2 separate regions of the Bombyx mori genome follow, and region 2 is linked to region 1. Evidence: chromatin contacts called from public Hi-C data. All regions are on one chromosome and are shown on one strand. Each heading gives the region's core, a stretch centred on a gene start, on an enhancer-like site or on the middle of the called end of the contact. The rest is flanking DNA. Distances are from core to core; before and after follow the strand shown. Region 1 holds the start of LOC101737958 (G kinase-anchoring protein 1). Region 2 holds the start of LOC101742553 (GPI mannosyltransferase 2).

Region 1 (4,657 bases), core at 889-3,388:
TAAACATACTATAGAGTCGTATTCAGGGTCTTCGATGGTTTTGGCTTTGCTTCACGTGGATGGTTGTGAACATCCGTCTTTGAAACAAAGGATCCAATCAGGGCACGATGTTCCGCTCAGAGCAGCATAAAGATATAGGAGAACATAAAGTTTTTGGAGCTCTCGATGCGCTTCTGGCTCCGTTTTCTACGAATGAAATCGATAAAGCTACACTTCCCACAAATGACGCTTGGGTAACACAAAATTAGACTGAAAATGTCTGCCACAGCCAAAAGTATATCACACAACTCAACGACAAAATTACCTGTGTGTCAAAGCAGTTTAAGTCTAAATTTCGTTCATATTAGTTTATATATGTTAACATCAACCAGCACTTATTGCTGCATCCATCTATAGCAGCATGAACTTAGTTACGCACAAAATATCACATTTGATAAATGGATGGGTTGGTGCTATTCTTGGCAGACACCACATAACCAAATTTTGCAAGCAAATTATTTTTATTATATTCCTGTAGCAAGATTGATTAAATTACTTATACTTTAAGTCCCCTCACCCAATGACACTTCTAGCATCACATAAGGACACATTTTGGTCAGTTTAGTGATCCTATCTAACCCTACCAGCTGCACAAGTTAAATTTCAAAGTAATCATACAGTATCAGCCTTACATTTTACATCACTATTTTCAGTAGAATTCACAATGCCGTTGAACTGCTCCAGACACATCACATTTTTCTTCTTCAACTTCTTAACATTACGAGAAACTTCTGCAACTTTGTTTGCTGCATCAACATCCTTTTTCAATTGTTTATATACATCTTTCTTCTCTTCATAATCCAGTTTAGACAAAAGAATAGCCTAGTAAGATAAGATTGACAAAGTAAAATAATATTATTTCAGTGTGATTAAATAATTATAGTTTAATTATGTGGTCATAATGCATCTAAATAAAAAAAAACAATTCATAATAATAACATTGACCTGTTCTTTACTACTTTTTAATAGAGATTATTTATACCTGATGGAGTTCAGATTCAAAATTGCCATCAACCATTTCTTCATCTTTTTGTTTCCATTGTGCCCATTGTGCTTCAGTAGATTCACCAAGTTTAGTCTTCTTCTTCTTACCAGCTGACTAGAAAATGACTGCCTTCTTACACAGGCACAATGCACAGTGAAATAATATGTTTGAATATTTCTGTCATTATCCCCTGTGTAGCTTTCAGATCTTTAAAAATGTAAAATTTATAATCTAGTGTTTTCAAACGTTAAATTAGTTGAATTTCATATTTTTGCCATCCAAAGGAGGGTACTCCTCCTACCTGATTATAAATGGTTTGTCATTCTCTGACTCACCAAAATAAATGACATATTATCCTATAAACTTTATTGGTTGGCAACCAGTCTGGCAGTTAGGTAAGTTAAGTCAAAAGAAATAAACAGTAGTTATGGTTTTTATAATTTAAGAATTACAAAAAAGACAGTGTCTTCAAGTGCTGAAGACACTGTCTTTTTCTGTTGTCTGAAAAAGACAGAAAAGGAATAACAATTTTCGGCAAATAATATATTTTCGTGAATCTGTACATGTTTTTACCTGAGTTTTACAGTTGTTGTTGTTGTTATTATTGTTTTTGGGTTTCTTCAGAAGTTCTGATTTTTTGGCAGAATTAGTTTTGGCTTTTTTATGTTTTTGTTCATCGCTATTTGTTGGGTGATCATCATCTTCTATCATTAGACCAGCAAAACGAGATTGTACGACAAGAGCAGCCATTTTTACAGTTTTAATTTCTGAGTTCTGTGTGTATGTCTATCTATAATAAAACTATGTTTTTAAAACATATTTAATCACCTTCGACTAAAAAAGCTCCAGTTTTTACTTTTTCTTTCAATATTATTACAAAAATGTTTAATTGACAGAAAAAAATATCTTTGACTAGTCTAATTGTATTAGTCTAGATAAGTTTAAATTTTAACGAAATCGTTTAATACTAATTATGGTGCCCACCTTTTACAGCTTTTCAAAGTGAAAAGTAGTGAAAACAGTGAAAAGTGAAAACACTGAATAAACAGACTGCAGACACTGACAATGTTGCCACCTCAGATTATTTTAAGGCGCTAGGCCAAGAGAAAAATGTCGCCAGATTTCGGAAATTTTGCTACTAAGAAAACGGGTGGTTTCCGCTAAATTTTTGAACTTGAATCAAACTAAAGAAACCCTAAGTCGATTATGTTTAGGGTCAGTTTCATCAGTTCCGTAATAAGAGATATTATCTACTATTGGTTAAATGATAGTTTTGAATGAACGATTCGTTAGCTATAGACTACGGGAACTCATCTGGAAATTGTAAAACTGGCTCATAATATTCTATAGGTAGTAAAATAAAACCACAATAATATGTTTATTTTTTAAACAGAAGAGTAAAAATAAGAATTAGAAGATTAAAAATCAAGAGAAAAAATGTGAAAATTAAAATTCTAGACTATCAAATGAAAAATCTTCTACAACATCATCATCGGTCTTACTCGTAGATGCTACCGTCAACGATGTCGACGCTAAAGGTGTTGATGGCTGTCGTCGTGTGGTTTTGTAAGAGCATTTTTTTGACCAATAGCTGCTAGAACATCGCTTAGTAATTCATAGTTGAAACACTAGCCATCAATAACTTTAAGCCTATTTTTTATAAAAATAATGGCATTTAAAAGTGGACCAGTCATCCTGTTTCGCAGTTTACTTTTTACAATGTTCATTACACTAAATCTTTCGATACCCGCATTAGAACGGGGCAAACTAAATACAAAACATTCATTAACAAATGACTTTGCCTAGGAATTCTCCGGTCATAGAGTACCTAGGCTGAAAACATCATCATGAAATTCCGGAACATTGAGGGATTTCCCTATCAAAAGTATGTTGCCAGATTCCTTAATGAAAAACCACCAAAAACCACTAAAAATAATGAAAACGATAAATAATGAAAAAATACCGCTGAACGCCTCGAAAAATCACCAGTTCTGGTGGGAAAACCACCAAAGTGGCAGCACTGGACACTGAAAAGATTATTTTTTTAAGGGATTTAAGACCTTTTGCGCGAACGCGAGGAGTGAAGTTGTGTGATTTGTTTTATTTTGTCTATTTACTGTTTCTTCAGGTTTAAATGTGTAATAACGGTGGTTTATTAACTGTTTAATATTTGTGAAGGTGCACAAATGTGGGAAAATGAAACAAAGCCGCTTGACGTAGCTTCTCGGGATCCTTCAAAAAGCCCACTGAAAAAGTCTCTCTCTCATTTCGTTTCATTTAATTTCGTGCCATGCCATGTTTTAATATTAGTCAACTTCATTTCATTTCACTTCATATTATCATTTTTCATAAAATTATGAATATAAATTAAAATAAAACTTAACCTAAAGGTCTTAGTTACCAGGTCATAAACTCCCATAAAAAAATCAAACAGTTTGAAGTTACCTACCTACAAACTTTATTCATTCAAAACAAAACAAAATTTAAAACTCAAAACGTACCGTACCAGATGTGCTGATAGTCTTTCTGACTCTTTTTATAATTTGATCACATTCATAAATTATCAGCTATATTTTATTTTTCGCGTGTACTTTCGTAACCATATTGTTTTTGTTTGTTGGAATAATTAATCTTTGCTTGATATAAATTACTCGAGCAACTTTATTAAAAGCAATCAAACGTTTGAGATTTTTTTAAATAAGGATTATGAAAATACAGTGCCAAATAGAAGTTATAAATAGATTACATAGTGCTCTTAACTTAAGAAATAATGGCAAATACTTAAAATCAACATTAGCGTTGGGAAAAGAGCCAAAAAGTGAAACTGAATATTTCATTTTACATTTTTCGTCACTTAACAAAACTGGAACTAAATATCGTGTGAAATCTATTAAACAAGTATTTGTTAAGTATATAAATGAAGGAAAATCTACAATTAGGTTTGAGGAACCCCCATACGATTTGTGTATAAAAAGTGAATCTATTCAACTAAAATGTTTCATGAAATTACTACGCAGCTGTATCACTGGTGACGAGAAAGCTTTACATCTTTCACCCCTCTCAAGCTTAAGCGTTACAGCTAAAAACAATGCCCCTGTTAAACTTGTTATTAGTGATAGAAGTCAATTTCCTGCTAAAGGTCTACCTAGAACCTTACAGTCTTTGTACCTTAGTGGTTTGAAACTATGTAATTTTCGGAGGGACATCTTATTACTCAAACACCTTGCTGTTCTTGATCTAAGCAATAATGAAATTGAAAAACTGCCTCCTGAATTTGGTAAGAGCTTAATATCAAAAGATGCTTATTTTTTTATCTTTAACTTACAGTAGTTCAAATAGTAAACTAATGCTATTTTTTAAGAAGAATTAGGAAAGGATTTAAAACTGGTAATGCGTTTATTTTAAGATTGTTGTAAAATCCATATAAGTTAGGTTAAAATGGACATTAATGTTAAATAGCCATTGGGGCTCAGAAACCACAATGTGAATATTGCCTATTTCATTTAACATTGATACTTAGTATTGCTCTTAATTGTATGAATAGACTTGTTGCTTTACCTTCAAAATGTTTTTGACTCACTAGTCCGTAGAAATAGGCTGGAGAAAAATATTTTTATTTGAGCACTGACATAA
Region 2 (4,657 bases), core at 885-3,384, 790 kb before region 1:
CCAGAACACAACCCTTTTTGTAAAAAAGGTCATTGTGAAACAATGTTCTGTTAGTATTAAAATAGTATAGAATTAATAGCCTTCCAAAAACATTTAAAACAAATATTGAGAATTCAAAATTAACATAAGATTTGCCTACATTTCCTAAGTTATGGTCCCCTATTTAATTTCAAACTTCTTAGATTGCTTGCTACCTTTGATTCTTTATGCTGAATAACAGTTAAATAATTAAACATCTGATATGCTTCTAAACAATCACATAATTGATTCATAAAAGGATATGTTATTTTATACTGTACATTTTCTATGTCCACGGATAAAAGTTTGAAAACAAAATTGTACCAGCAACAAAGTACCCTATAAAATAATACTGTATCAAGCGAGATTGAAAATCAAGCATTTTTCTTGATATTATAAAAGTTTTCCATTTGCTGTACATGTTGTCTAATCCCTCTAAATTGGCAATAGACAAATGATGTGATGGAATTTTCTTTCCTGTTGTAATTTCACGGAAATGTTCATTAATAGTGTTTTGTTCAGATGTCGGAGTAGGACCAGCATTTAATTTACTTGAACAAATCCAGTACAATACAGGGCTAGCGGAAGCCAGGAGTCTAGTTGTAACTTGAATGTGAACAAAAAAAATACAAAATATAGATAGTAAAAATACATGAACCACATATAAGTAAAGAACAGGATCATTTGCACCAAATCCTTTAGCACACTGTTTTGATCTGCAAGAAGTCTTGGTTGAGTAACCACCTAATGAACTGAACTTTAAACCAAGTTTCAAACATAGCTTAAAATTGTTAAAAAAATACACTAAACAATAATAATTTAATAAAATAAGTATAGGAGCAGCAAGAATGAAATTAGGGATTTGCTTTAATTTGTAATATTTTAAAAACCCTACATCCCAATATTGACTTTGAATATAACTGTAGGATAAAGGTATTGAGTAATTACACCAAGGACTCTCAGCTGTACCAGGCAAAACATAGTCTGCATTTATTAAAAATTCAGGTAAATTATGTTCACTAGGTACACAATATTTAAAATAATTGTAAGTTTGAACCAAAAGAAAAGGTATAATTGCAATTATTATAGTTAAGACCAGTGCCATGAATGATATGAATAAAGGCAACAATAACAAAGGAAGTATTATCCTACACTTTAATGTCTTATATTTGTACACAATTTCAGGAAGTGTTCTTTCAATAATATTCTTAAAACTTGTATAAAATATAAAACCCAAATTTACAATACCATTTGATCTTGTAATCATTGAAAGCCCTGCAGGTATGCCACTCAATATATCAATATTAGCAAACCTTAATGTTTCACTGTCTGTGCATTTCAACATTGTGTAGAATGACATCCAAGCAAATAGTGTCTCAGAATATGGAGCAGAAAAAAAAATACTTGCAGGGTTAATGCTATACAATATGACAGACTTATAAGCTCTACATTCACTTTTTAAGATTCTCAAGCTTAATTGATGCAAGATGTCTGCAGACTTCAAAAACAAACAGATGTTAATTATTGTCGCAGATAATAATAAGCAACTATGAAAATTAAGAAATGTTCCAATAGCGCTATTTAGTCCGTAGGCAAAATATCGCACGCTCAAGGGGTAAAACGGATAAAATGCTAAACAATTCTCATACGTGTATCCATACTGAGCAATGTGTATAAAATATTGAGCATCCCATCTTTTAAAACCGCCAAAAAGTTTATAAACTATATTATCTAACCAACTTTTGTACATAGTGGGGTCTTCCGGGCTGACGAAAACCTTAGCGTCGTGATCAGGTATGATGAGATTCGATACAGCTTGCAATAAAATTATTATCATTCTTGAATTAAACGCAAACCACATAAGCTTTTGTCGCGGTGAATACATGATTTCTGCGGAATTAGGAATTAAATTAGGTTTAAATATTACTAATAGTAGTCTAGCACTATAATAAAAAACGTTATTACCTTATCTGTTTGTGGTTAAATCACAAGCACATCGTTTGTGTACGACCGAATTTAAATAATTTAATAAATATAGATTTAAATTTCAAATCGTTCAATGTTGTGTTAAAATTATGAAGACGTTGACATTTAACCAATTAATGACAGTAAGATATGGTAGTTTTTCCAAAATCGCAAACGCAATGGATTGTGAGACAACTGACTCTTTAAATTAAAAAATCATAATGTTTACAAATTATGTATTACTACTAGGATAGTGGACAAAATAAAAGCTAAAAACCAGAAAAGTATAAAGATTAATTCAGTGGAAAAACTTCCCGTCGATCAATCAATCTGAAAGTTTTTTAGGGTAAAGGCTTAAAAGCATAGATAGTATTTATTAAGTTTAATACACTTATTTTTATTAAAGAAAATATTTACTAATTACTACGGGCGCCCGGGCGTGTCCTGTCATAGCTATGAACGATAAAGTTATAGAATTCAACTATATAATATCAATTCACGTCAACTTCTTAACTTCAATAGGTACATAATATATTTTGTCTTTCAATACCCCAATAATAAGTTTGAATTGCTTAATATCTGCTGCTTTTAATTATTTATAATAAAAAGTCTTTCAATACCCCAATAATAAGTTTGAAATGCTTAATATCTGCTGCTTTTCATTATTTATAATAAATAAAAAAAGCATATTAATATTAAAATAGGTAATTTTTAGTAATCAATTCTCATCATTAAATTCTATTTCTGAAACTATTGGCTTGTGGTAACTAAAATAAGACAGGTTCATATGTTTCCGAATTTTGCGATTCTATTTTGTGCAAATTCTTTAAAAACTATTGATGCTCAATAGTAGTACCACATCTCGTTGTCGATTCTTTTGGATTGTTTTTAATGCGCATGCGCGTTGCTTGTACATGAATTCATGATTTTAGAATAATAGGCTTATTACACTTGGCTGAATTCAGACGACTGAATTCAGTCGCTACTTAATTCAGTCAAGTGTAATAGCATTAAGTAAGTTAGTCTACTGAATTCAGTAGCAAGGATGGTTTCTGACTGACTGAATCATTTAGAAGCCTAATTAGAAACGCATTTAGGAAGGTGCAATCGCATTTAGTAGATATTAATTATATTATAATAGAATAATTGATTATAATAGACTATCGTAGGATAGTATCCTGCTTTTTTATAAACGGTGTCACAAGGTTTATTAATAGGTCAAACGAGATCGAATCCATTTATAGATATTTTTTGAAGTCTGCTGGTTCTAAATCACTAATAATGTTCATATTTGCTAACATTCCGCACAGCAATAAATATTTCTTCACCGATATTCTTGTTTTTATTTTGAGAAATTGAAACAAAAACAAACATTTTGTTGTTGTCTAGACAATACTGGGGCTATCCTCTTACGCACACGTCACATCTTACTTCGTCGCGTTTAAACTGACAATTGATTCAGTAACTGAATTTAGAACAGTCGACTAAATTCAGCCAAATGTAATAAGCCTTTAAGCATTGGCGAGGCGGAGTGGGATTAAAAAGAGAAGGGATGAGAGAACAGAAAGAAAGAAAAAGAGAAAGGTATTATAAACTATTCGCTTTGTATGTATATGACTATAGCATTTCCGTTTTATGTTTTTCTAACGGTCAGTCTCACACTTTTTTTCAGTTCGGTCGCGCAGTAAAATCCCCATTTCCTCAAAACCTGCCGTAAGGAGCTTCGTTCCAATAATATGGTTATTGCCTATCATTTATGTACAAAGCAGTTATTGTCGCTTAGTCACGTTTGCCTTTCAAGCGTCGATATGTATTTAAGACTAATTTGTAATGTATATAAGTAATATGTGAAATGAAACACGGATTCCTTTTTGTATTTATTTATAATAGTTGCATTATGTCACAATTACGTTACACCCAGATTCATTCAAATCAAGACATTTCTAGCAGTCTAGGATACATCACACAGTACATTTCTATTACATTGGCGATACTGGTGGACAGATTTAGAAATATCGTTAATTTACTTTTCTATTGATTTTTTTATTATAAAATAAGGACTTTTACGTGTAGGGAAAGTATGAGAAACTTTTTATTTCTGAATAATTATTATTGGTGTTTTATTTTAACAAAGAAACGAAGTTAATTCTTCAGACTTTTACAATTGAAAATCAATTCGCTACAAAGTACACTACAAGCGAAATTTTATCATATTATGAATGTTTCTGATCATAAATATTAAAATATTTTTAAAGAAATTTTAAAATAAAACTAAGCCTCACCTTTCCAGTCACTTATGAATTTATAATTTAATTAGTTAATTAATTGGTACACAGTTTTTGACAGTTTATATAATTTATTGCAATTTGTTAATATTATATTGCTGAGAAGATACAATTGCTAAGATATTCTAGCTGATTGTTGTGTAACAACTATCTATTACTTCATCATACATACAGTTTACTAAGTTTATTCTATAAAATGCTATGTAGTTTTTATAATACCATATGCATGGTAGTGCAAAAGATTTTTCAGTGGAAAAGCAAACTATTTACATAAACTTATTCTTAATTTGACGTTTCATAACGCAAATCTACTAAAACGTCCGTGTTATTAAAATAATGTAACAAAGAAAATAATTAAACTAATTAATAGAAATAGAAATAAATTTCTA

What was found. Hi-C and Micro-C count contacts between places; a contact is called where the count stands out from the background.
Region 2: a contact with region 1 is called in a Hi-C map of middle silk gland, with 1.9 times the contacts expected there. The contact joins the promoter of LOC101742553 here to the promoter of LOC101737958 in region 1. A contact is called at or near these places in 2 of 7 Hi-C or Micro-C datasets (middle silk gland and posterior silk gland).

The regions. Positions count from the first base shown.
Region 1 is chr21:8,461,097-8,465,753 of ASM3026992v2, reverse strand. LOC101737958 (G kinase-anchoring protein 1) reads right to left here and starts at 2,138. Exons shown (of 7, transcript XM_004929601.4): 1 at 2,009-2,138; 2 at 1,598-1,814; 3 at 1,022-1,138; 4 at 672-861. The coding sequence starts at 1,774. LOC101737826 (leucine-rich repeat protein 1) reads left to right here and starts at 1,353. Exons shown (of 4, transcript XM_038018513.2): 1 at 1,353-1,419. The coding sequence starts at 1,368.
Region 2 is chr21:9,251,732-9,256,388 of ASM3026992v2, reverse strand. It overlaps LOC101742553 (GPI mannosyltransferase 2), which reads right to left and starts at 2,134. Exons shown (of 2, transcript XM_038018341.2): 1 at 1,984-2,134; 2 at 1-1,908. The coding sequence starts at 1,903. The coding sequence ends at 305. LOC119630088 (a long non-coding RNA gene) reads left to right here and starts at 2,258. Exons shown (of 2, transcript XR_005245905.2): 1 at 2,258-3,567; 2 at 3,656-4,657. LOC101740241 (ubiquilin-1) reads right to left here. Exons shown (of 11, transcript XM_004929620.5): 11 at 3,848-4,657.